3 separate regions of the Mus musculus genome follow, and all the other regions are linked to region 2. The links are chromatin contacts, called in public HiChIP or PLAC-seq maps. All regions are on one chromosome and are shown on one strand. The core of a region is the stretch at or near the end of the contact, and the rest is flanking DNA. Distances in the headings are between cores, read along the strand shown. Region 1 has its middle 47 kb from the start of Mir1892. Region 2 has its middle 14 kb from the start of Gm40424. Region 3 has its middle 14 kb from the start of Gm40425.

What was found. HiChIP or PLAC-seq counts read pairs in DNA pulled down with a chosen protein or histone mark.
Region 1: an H3K27ac HiChIP or PLAC-seq map of acute myeloid leukemia shows a contact between it and region 2, with 3 times the contacts expected there. The contact joins two enhancer-like sites. A contact is called at or near these places in 1 of 15 datasets of contacts at CTCF or cohesin (the NIH/3T3 cell line) and 1 of 115 datasets of contacts at active chromatin or transcription factors (acute myeloid leukemia).
Region 3: a contact with region 2 is called in a FOXA1 HiChIP or PLAC-seq map of pancreatic cancer cells. The contact joins two enhancer-like sites. A contact is called at or near these places in 10 of 484 Hi-C or Micro-C datasets (CD4 T cells, bone marrow-derived macrophages, brown adipocytes and 2 more), 5 of 115 datasets of contacts at active chromatin or transcription factors (embryonic stem cells, extraembryonic endoderm stem cells, pancreatic cancer cells and 1 more) and 1 of 9 other capture datasets (embryonic stem cells).

Annotation. Positions count from the first base shown.
Region 1 is chr12:54,597,236-54,600,108 of GRCm38.p6, forward strand. No RefSeq gene overlaps it. Among named protein-coding and RNA genes, the nearest start is that of Mir1892, 47 kb to the right of the region's middle. Within about 2 kb of position 1,321, at least 16 of the 459 cell types and tissues checked have an H3K27ac peak or open chromatin away from gene starts, as enhancers often do. A contact at or near this core is called in acute myeloid leukemia, where this site is marked.
Region 2 is chr12:54,161,570-54,164,282 of GRCm38.p6, forward strand. No RefSeq gene overlaps it. Among named protein-coding and RNA genes, the nearest start is that of Gm40424, 14 kb to the right of the region's middle. Within about 2 kb of position 1,427, at least 182 of the 459 cell types and tissues checked have an H3K27ac peak or open chromatin away from gene starts, as enhancers often do. A contact at or near this core is called in acute myeloid leukemia and pancreatic cancer cells, where this site is marked.
Region 3 is chr12:54,534,933-54,537,632 of GRCm38.p6, forward strand. No RefSeq gene overlaps it. Among named protein-coding and RNA genes, the nearest start is that of Gm40425, 14 kb to the right of the region's middle. Within about 2 kb of position 1,404, at least 16 of the 459 cell types and tissues checked have an H3K27ac peak or open chromatin away from gene starts, as enhancers often do. A contact at or near this core is called in pancreatic cancer cells, where this site is marked.

The sequences.
Region 1 (2,873 bases), core at 71-2,570, 440 kb after region 2:
ACCAGGTCCGTTTTATAGTTTAAAAGTAAAGGCTGAGAGAAGTTACTTTTTTTGGGGGGTGGGGGTGGTTTTTTTCGAGAGGGGGTTTCTCTGTATAGCCCTGGCTGTCCTGGAACTCACTCTGTAGACCAGGCTGGTCTTGAACTCAGAAATCCGCCTGCCTCTGCCTCCCAAGTGCTGGGATCAAAGGCATGCGCCACCATGCCTGGCGAGAAGTTACATTATTGATCCAACGTTTCACAACTCTGAAAGCAAAGCTGGGGTTTGAAACCTGTCTGACTTCAGAAGATGACGCTACCCACTCTCCACAGCCCTGGGCAAGACTCATTCCACACGGAGCTCACCAACTATATTTCGGTCCCCAGAGGGCCATGGTGCTTTTCCTGCTGTCTGGGGATCAACACTTCACTCTGTCTGTAGGAGAGCATGTGCCAGTTAAGGGGAACTTGCTAGTAGAAGTTTATGGAGAAGCAATATTAAGAGATGATAACGAAATGGTCTGAATGATAATGAAAAGGTCTTCCCATCCAATTCATTGGGTGCCTGAGGTCCCACTCTCTCTGATCTCTCCTCTTTGCTTACCCTGATCCACCCCACTGGTCTTCACTCACCTTTCTGGCCCTCCCCCCAGTCTCCAGCTCAATTCTAAAAACAATAAAGTGTGCCCAGAAGCCAACATTTCTGTTTATACTGCTGGCTGGTAGCATCATTCAATGTTCGTTGATATTCTGTGTTTGCCTCTATTTTGCTAATGTCTCCTCCTCCTCAAGATGAGAGAGGGGTTGAGGAAGAATGCTAACGAAATTCTTACATTGCCTCATAACAACTGCCATCTGTCTCATAACTCATGGTGAGTAAAGGTGACTTGGCCCTCACACACTAAACAATGAAAGCCATTCCCTGACCTGCCTTCTCCTGCTTGGGGATGCTCTTTCCAAATGTGGGCCACACCAGTCAGCATGTGTTCACAGCCTGTCCTACAGAGTCCAAAGCTGGGACAGTGAGTCAAGGGCCCCAGAACCCTTTCTGGCCTAGGAGAAAAGTCTGGCTTCTCCTCAAACTAGGCCCAGAACTGCTATAGGCAATAACCATGCTAGCCAAGTTCTGAGTGAGAGGGGAAATGGGTCACCTGTTTTGAAACTATTTATTTACTTTTATTGTATGTGTATGTTTTGCCTCAATGTATGTATATGACTACATGTGAGCCTTGTGCCCTAAATCACCTCTACAGCCCCAGAAAACATGTTCTTACACTCCATTCCCTGTACCCACTCCCTCTGGTCTTCCCCGCCCACTTCCTGGGTGATTTCCCTCTGTTCTTCACCCTGATGTCATCACTTGGCACACATCACAGACCCATACATTTTGTCTTAGATATGACATAGTCATCTGTTAGAAACAGAAATAGAGGAGGGCTAGAGAGATGGCTCACTGTGGGAAGCCACATGTGCCGTTGCAGAGTGGCACTGACTACTGCTGGCCACCACGCATAAGTTTGGACAAACAACCAATGTGTACATATGCAGTAAAGTTTTTTGCAAAGACACTGCCTGGCCCGGGCATGATAATGAGGCTTTGAGAGTATAACCAATCAGATGTGAGACATGCAAATGAGGTATAATAATGAGGCTCTGTGAAGTACAGAGAGAGAGTAGCCAATCAGATGAGGAATATGCAAATGAGGCATAGTGCATAACCAATCTGGGTGTGAGACACGCCTCTCCTAGGCCTATATAAGCAGCACCAGTTCTGGGCTCCGGGTCTTTTCACCTCTGCAATCAAGCTCTCCCAATAAACGTGTGCAGAAGGATCCTGTTGCAGCGTCGTTCTTGCTGGTCAAGTCCGGCGCGCGCAAGAGCTCACCACTGCTGCTCTTCCAGAGGACCTGGGTTTGGTTCTCAGCATCCACGTGATAGCTAACAACTCTCTAGTTCCAGAGGACCCAATACCCTCTTCTGGTCTCCATGAGCACTTAGTGCCAAGCTCTCCACTCGAGTCAGCTTGACAGGCTGAGGCTTGAAAGCTACTCACGAGGCAAAAGAGTTTCACGGAAACTCACTCCTGGAGTCTGGCGTTCTCTCTAACCCATACATTAATTTTACATTCCCACGTTAGCCTAGTGTATGGATCTCTTTTAGTATTATCCTATTATAAGTGCCTTTTAAGATTGGATTCTAGCATAGCTAAAGCCTTGCCAGCGTTCCAACAGTCCTAGAAAGTCCTTGAGCAAGACCTTGGGCTTGGAATTCAGTAAGAATGTTGCTATTCAGTGACATTCAGAATTGCCTCTGGTATTACACTATCACTTTGAGTAAAAGCTAGGTCACTGCCCCACACAGGAATTTACCACCACCAAGGAAGAAGGAAGTTTCTGACTGAAGGAGAAACCAGAATAAATACTTAGAACTATAGCTGAGTTACACCTATATACAGAAATTTACAATGGTTTAGGAAGTAGATCGGGCTGTGGTTTTAGAGTATTGCATTATTCATGAGATGGTTAGCTAGAACGGAACTCCCTAGTTAGAACCATGACTTGGGTGTGATAGCCCTTGCCCTAGGAGAGAAAAGTTCTCACACCTGGCTTCTAAGACTATAGCTGACCTTAGATAGGGCTGACTTTGTCTCAGTTATTTTTATTGCCCAGTTCCTTCCAAACTTTGCGTTTTCATTCCTCTCTTCTGTGTAAGAATCATTAAGCATCCGGTTACCTCATTTGTACCTTTCAGGTATGTCACCCAACTTCCTTATTGTCTTCTGTATAAAAAGTTTGATGCTCGATTTGACAAAATACATTCAGATTCTACACAACCTCTCCTGTGTGCATCTGTCTGTCAGTTCATCCAACGCTTTGCCCACCTGCGACTAGAGAC
Region 2 (2,713 bases), core at 177-2,676:
ATTTACCAATGCCACTTGCAGTATTATAGTGGTCCTAGGTGTCCGCAATTCCTCTAGGCTCTGCCCAACAGTTACCTAGCAACAATCTACATCTCCACCCTGGGTTCAGCCAGGAGCCAGCAGTATAAGGACTACTTGGCTTCTCTCTCTCTCTCTCTCTCTCTCTCCTCCATCCCTCTATCTTACCTCTCTGTGTCTCCACCCCCCTCCCCTACATGTTCCAGGCTGGCCTCTCCTTCTCTTCCCCTCTCCTTTCCCTTTCTGTCCCACCTGCCTTCCTCTGCCTCTAACCCCATCCCAGGCACCCTGCTGCTCCGTTCCCTGGCTCCCTTCCCCCAATAAACTTCTTTTGTTCTAGGCCTGTCATGTGACTTGATCCCAAGACTCCTTGGCAGGGACCACTGAGGTGCTCCCTCCAGCCGCACTATACTACATCATCTTATAAAACACAACAATAGTCATGATGGTGACAGAGCTAAGTGAGCCTCGAGAGACAACTGGTCCACTGAGAGTAAATGAAGTCGAGGTCCTGAAGTTTAAATTGCCTGGCAGCAATGTTCCCAGGAGCACTCCTGGGGCAGGGGGATACCCCATTCTCCTTTTCAAGCTCTGTAGTCTTGTCAGAAGAGTTTCTGTTTTATATATATATTTGAGGGGGGGCCATTCTGGGCCAAAGGATTAAAAGGAGAAAAAGAACACATTTATATAAAGTACTGAGGTAAGTTTATTCCCATATCCTTATCTGGGAAAGCAACAGGCAGAGATCATGTGACAGCAAACCCAAAACTTCTCCCCTCATATGGGGGGGGGGGGACGGGGACATGGGGAACGGGGGGGGGGGGGGCGGGGGAGGGACGGACACTGGCTGCTTTGATTAAATCTTAATGCAAAGGCTGCAGATTAAGTTGTCATTCTGTAGAAGTCTTAGTAGCTACAGGCAGGCATCTTAGCTGCCAGACCCTTGTGCTAATCATCGAAAGTCACAGCTGTCTTGTTTTTTTTTAATGGGTGTCCTTTATCAAGATAACATAAATTTACTGACAAAAGGAAATTCGTGGACAGCCTGGAGGGGAAGCAGGAGGTAGGTAAGAGTGAATGGCCCTGCTAAAAACAGCGCCCCACACCCAGGAGAAAGTGTCCCTGCCCTGGAAGTCAATTCACCTTCCCCGCTCCCCACTCAACTACAGTCTGTTAGGAAACCCCAGGCACAAGAGTACGCAAGACGGCAAGAACGAACGCCAAAGGAGGCTCGGAAGTGTGTGAGCCTCTGAAAGTTAGAAGCCAGGAGGAAAGGCTTGGCTAAAAATAGAACTTATCAGATGGATTAAAGTCCCTCCCGAGAATGTTATCTCTCCCCACAGGAGGGTGGGGGGAAAGTCTGTCAAGGGGAACACAGGCCACAGGATGAATAAGCAGAAAAATAGGAGGAAATGACCAAGCCAATGCACGGGGCGTGCGTGCTGTACGAGAGCTGGCAGAGACAGCGCAGCTCCGCAGCTCCGGAGCCCAGAATCGGAGAATTTGCTGAGGCAGGGCACTCCCCAAAGCAAGACACTGCCAAGTACGGGGCGGGGGAGCAGTTTGTCCTTCCTCCCCACCTTTTCAGAATTGAGGCATTCCCGTTTGATTGGATATTACCTTTTCAAGCCATTTATTTAAAAAAAAAAAAAAAAGTCTACAGAAAAGGTTTCTTGGGAAAGTCCGCCTTCCAGCATTTTATGGCACACACCCAATGAAATTTCCCAAATCGATAGTTGGTGAATCCTTAGATCCTTTCCCAAGTTCCCACTGCTTTCTGGGCCACCCCCAGCTTGGGTCAGGTCAAGAGGAACAAGAGAAGCTTCCTAGAGCTGCCGGCAGCTACTCCAGACCAGTGAGAGACCAACACAGTATGTCCAGTCCCCTCCTCTCTTCAGTCCTCTTCCTCAGAAGTCCTCAATAGACAAAAGGCTCTTCTACACCTTAATCCCAAGTTACCTTTTGACATCTACACACACACATACACACACATCACTCACATACACACATACACACACATACACACATACACACACACACACACATATACACACACACACATATACACACATACACACACATCACTCACACACACACACACACACATGTACACACATACACACACACACACACACACACACACATCACTCACAAACATGAGACATCCCGAATTGTGTAGTGTTTTAATCAGCTGAGTATTTATCCACTCCTAGAGCAATCTTTCTCAAGTTGGTAAAACATTATCAATAAGCTACAACAGTATTCCCTAAAACCAGAGATGTCTTTTTAAAAAGAATCACAAAATGACCTCTATAAATGTTCCCAAGAGTCAATTGGAGTGGCATACACCTTTAATTCCAGCACTCGGAAGAATCGAGTGGATCTTTGTGAGGCCAGCCTGGTCTACAGAGTGAGCTCCAGGACAGCCAAGGCTATACAGAGAAACCCTGACTTGGAAAAGCATACCCTGTCCCCCAAAATAATAAGAAAGGGAAAATAAAGGCACTCAGAAATGTAAGAGTTAACTCCCAGGAGTTAGGAGAAAGGCTTCCAGGAGAAAGGTTACTTGTCTTAAGTGGGGAAATCACCAAAGATCAAAGTTTTTTTTTAGTCTTATTTCAACACAGTTGTTCACACTGTTAAGTAGGCTGAAGGCTGTGTGTCACGGGGTAGGAATCTAAGTGTGTCAAGAAGA
Region 3 (2,700 bases), core at 154-2,653, 370 kb after region 2:
TCTGAGGACTAGATGAAAGATAAAGAGACCAGAGATAGTTTTACATCCTCTTCTGGCTGTTTTAACTTTCTTTTCCCTTTCAATTTCCCCCTTAACCAGTCAGTAATAAAAGGCAAAATTAACTAAGTTCTGTCTTATCTCCATTCCATAGCTTCTACGTTCATGAGGAAGCGAGCGGTAAGCGATAAAAAATAATCTGAAAGAGACAGAATGAGTTGAGAAACCAGGAGACAAGTGATTTCAGACAGCCAGCTGCAGATGCCTCAGTGAGAAAAGACGTTCGCTTCAGAGTTCACCCCTGGAGACAGAAAGCACTATAGTTTTTGCTTAATTTAATTTAATATGGTAATTACTGGGAGAAAAAAGAATCCTAAGAATAAATGAGTGTTACATTTTTCAGCAATGCTTGTTTTTATTTTGTTTGTTGAATCTGTTATCTCACCGTGTCTTGTTGAAGATACTAAGTGTAGTCTAAGTCTAGATGATCCTGAGAAGAAAATATTAAATTACCATCAGTAACGAATACCTAATGCTTATAACCTGATACAATTAATATTTCCAGCAATGATTTAACATAAAAGCATAAATGACACCATAGAGTACTCACATTCTTTACTCTGAAGTATTTATTATTTTAATTCTAACTTCTGAGAACCCCTCGCACTGATGATTTTTTTAGGTAAGGGTGCTTTGCTTTATGTGTGTCACTGAACCATAAACAAGGCTGGCTTTCTGCACAGGAGACTGAAGTCATCAGAGTCCTTGGAACTGGAGTTCCAGACAGTTATAAGCTGCCATGTGAGCGCTTGGAATCAGATCCGGGTCCCCTAGGAGAGCTGCTGGTGCTCTTAGCCACTGAGCCATCTCTGGCCCCCACGATCAAGTCTTTTACATGGCTATTTTCAATACTGGAGGACAGAAGGCTCTTTTAGTATCTACATGACAGCTGAATGTCCCTTCTGACCCCTCCCCCCCCCCCCCCCCCCCCGCGCCCCGATAATCTGCACAGCAGCCCAGTCACAGAGGTAAATCATGCTGTGGTATAGATGTGGAAGCCAAAAGATAACTTTTGGGAATTGGTTCTTTCTTTCCACCATGCGTGCCTAAGGAACTGAAAACTGGTCAGCAGGCTTGGAGACATTTAAATGGTCCTTAAGAAAGCCCAGATGCTGCTTGGGGGGAGGGGGAGCATCAGGAAAGCATCAGGAGAGGAGGAGCCAGTCCTGGTCGCCTCTGCCTCCTGCCTCCTGCCTCCTGCCTCCTGCCTCCTGCCTCCTGCCTCCTGCCTCCTGCCTCCTGCCTCCTGCCTCCTGCCTCCTGCCTCCTGCCTCCTGCCTCCTGCCTCCTGCCTCCTGCCTCCATCTGCCATGGCCTGTAGGGACTTTGAAACTCCCCAACTACCCTCTATGAAAGGCAGCTCTGTCCTTACTATGATGCAGTGTTGTTTTATGACTTTGGGGAATTACTCATAGTATTGATGGCTGGTGAATTAACATAATGGTTTTTTAGTTCTTTGTGAGGGAGTTTTCAGACTTCCTGTTAGGGACCATAAAGAAACAAAAAATGATCCACTGTCCTGAGACAATCTCTCTATCCACCCCTCCTCCTTTTTTTTTTTTTAATTCAAAAATCCCACAGAAAACTATAGGAACTGAAAAGTCTCAAAATTCACAGCAAAGCAATTGCTGCGTTCCCAGTGTCAACTATATAACCTTGGGTTGTTTTTTTTTTTCCTGAGTCTGTCCCAGAAGGCTTTGTTCCCATTCACACAAACCTGAACAAGGAGTCACTCATAAAGAACATTCACACATTAAAAAAAAAAAAAAAAATATGGGAGATGTTGAAAAGAAAGAGCTACATCGCTCATTTGGAGGACAGTAAATGAGGTCCTGAAGGTCCTTCTGGATTGGTTGACTCTGGGAATTCATGTTTCTCCATTTCCACACTGAACGGGTAACCAAGTTCCTCTCAGCGCCAGCTCCATCCACCCTGGAGACAATCCTTGGCTCTCTCATTGCTCTGTGTAATTCTGTTCTGTTTCATCTCTTGTTCCAAATTGAAATCCTCACACTTCTTCCAGCGTCCATGTTTCTTACAAGTTAGATTGATGACTTTTTCCTCCCTAGAGGTTTTTCGTTTAAGTCAACACACTTACGAGTCTGTTCACAGCGAACACTGTTCACTCCCCCAAGAGGAATTCTAGGGACTCCAAGGAGCTCCTTGTGGAAGACAGAGGTTTTATTCAGAGTCTGGAATTGTGCACGCTCTCTTGGGGTTCATTCAGAGTATTCTTCCCGCTTTTACAGAGATGTATCAAGCCTGTTGCCAAGCAAAGGCTTGCCTACAATCATGGCTTTAAATTTTTCAGCCAGGAGCCAAGAGTGATGGCGCATGCGCATAATCTCATTACCTGGGAGGTGGGGGCAGGAGGCTCCAGAGTTTGAGGCTGGTCTTGGCTATGTAGTGAATTGGAGGCCAGCCTGGGTTACGTGAGACCCTGTTTTAATACATCATGGGGTGGGGGTATCGGCCACGCCTATAGGAAACCGGAGTTGCTAAATCCGAAAGACTTTATCTTTATGTGTCGATCCAAATAACGCACAGGAGGAGGGTAGTATGAGCCAAAAGATCTTCAGCTAGGTTTGGCCTAATTTGTAATATCAATAGTCTGCTTTGTGGACAGCAGTATCCTTTAAAAGC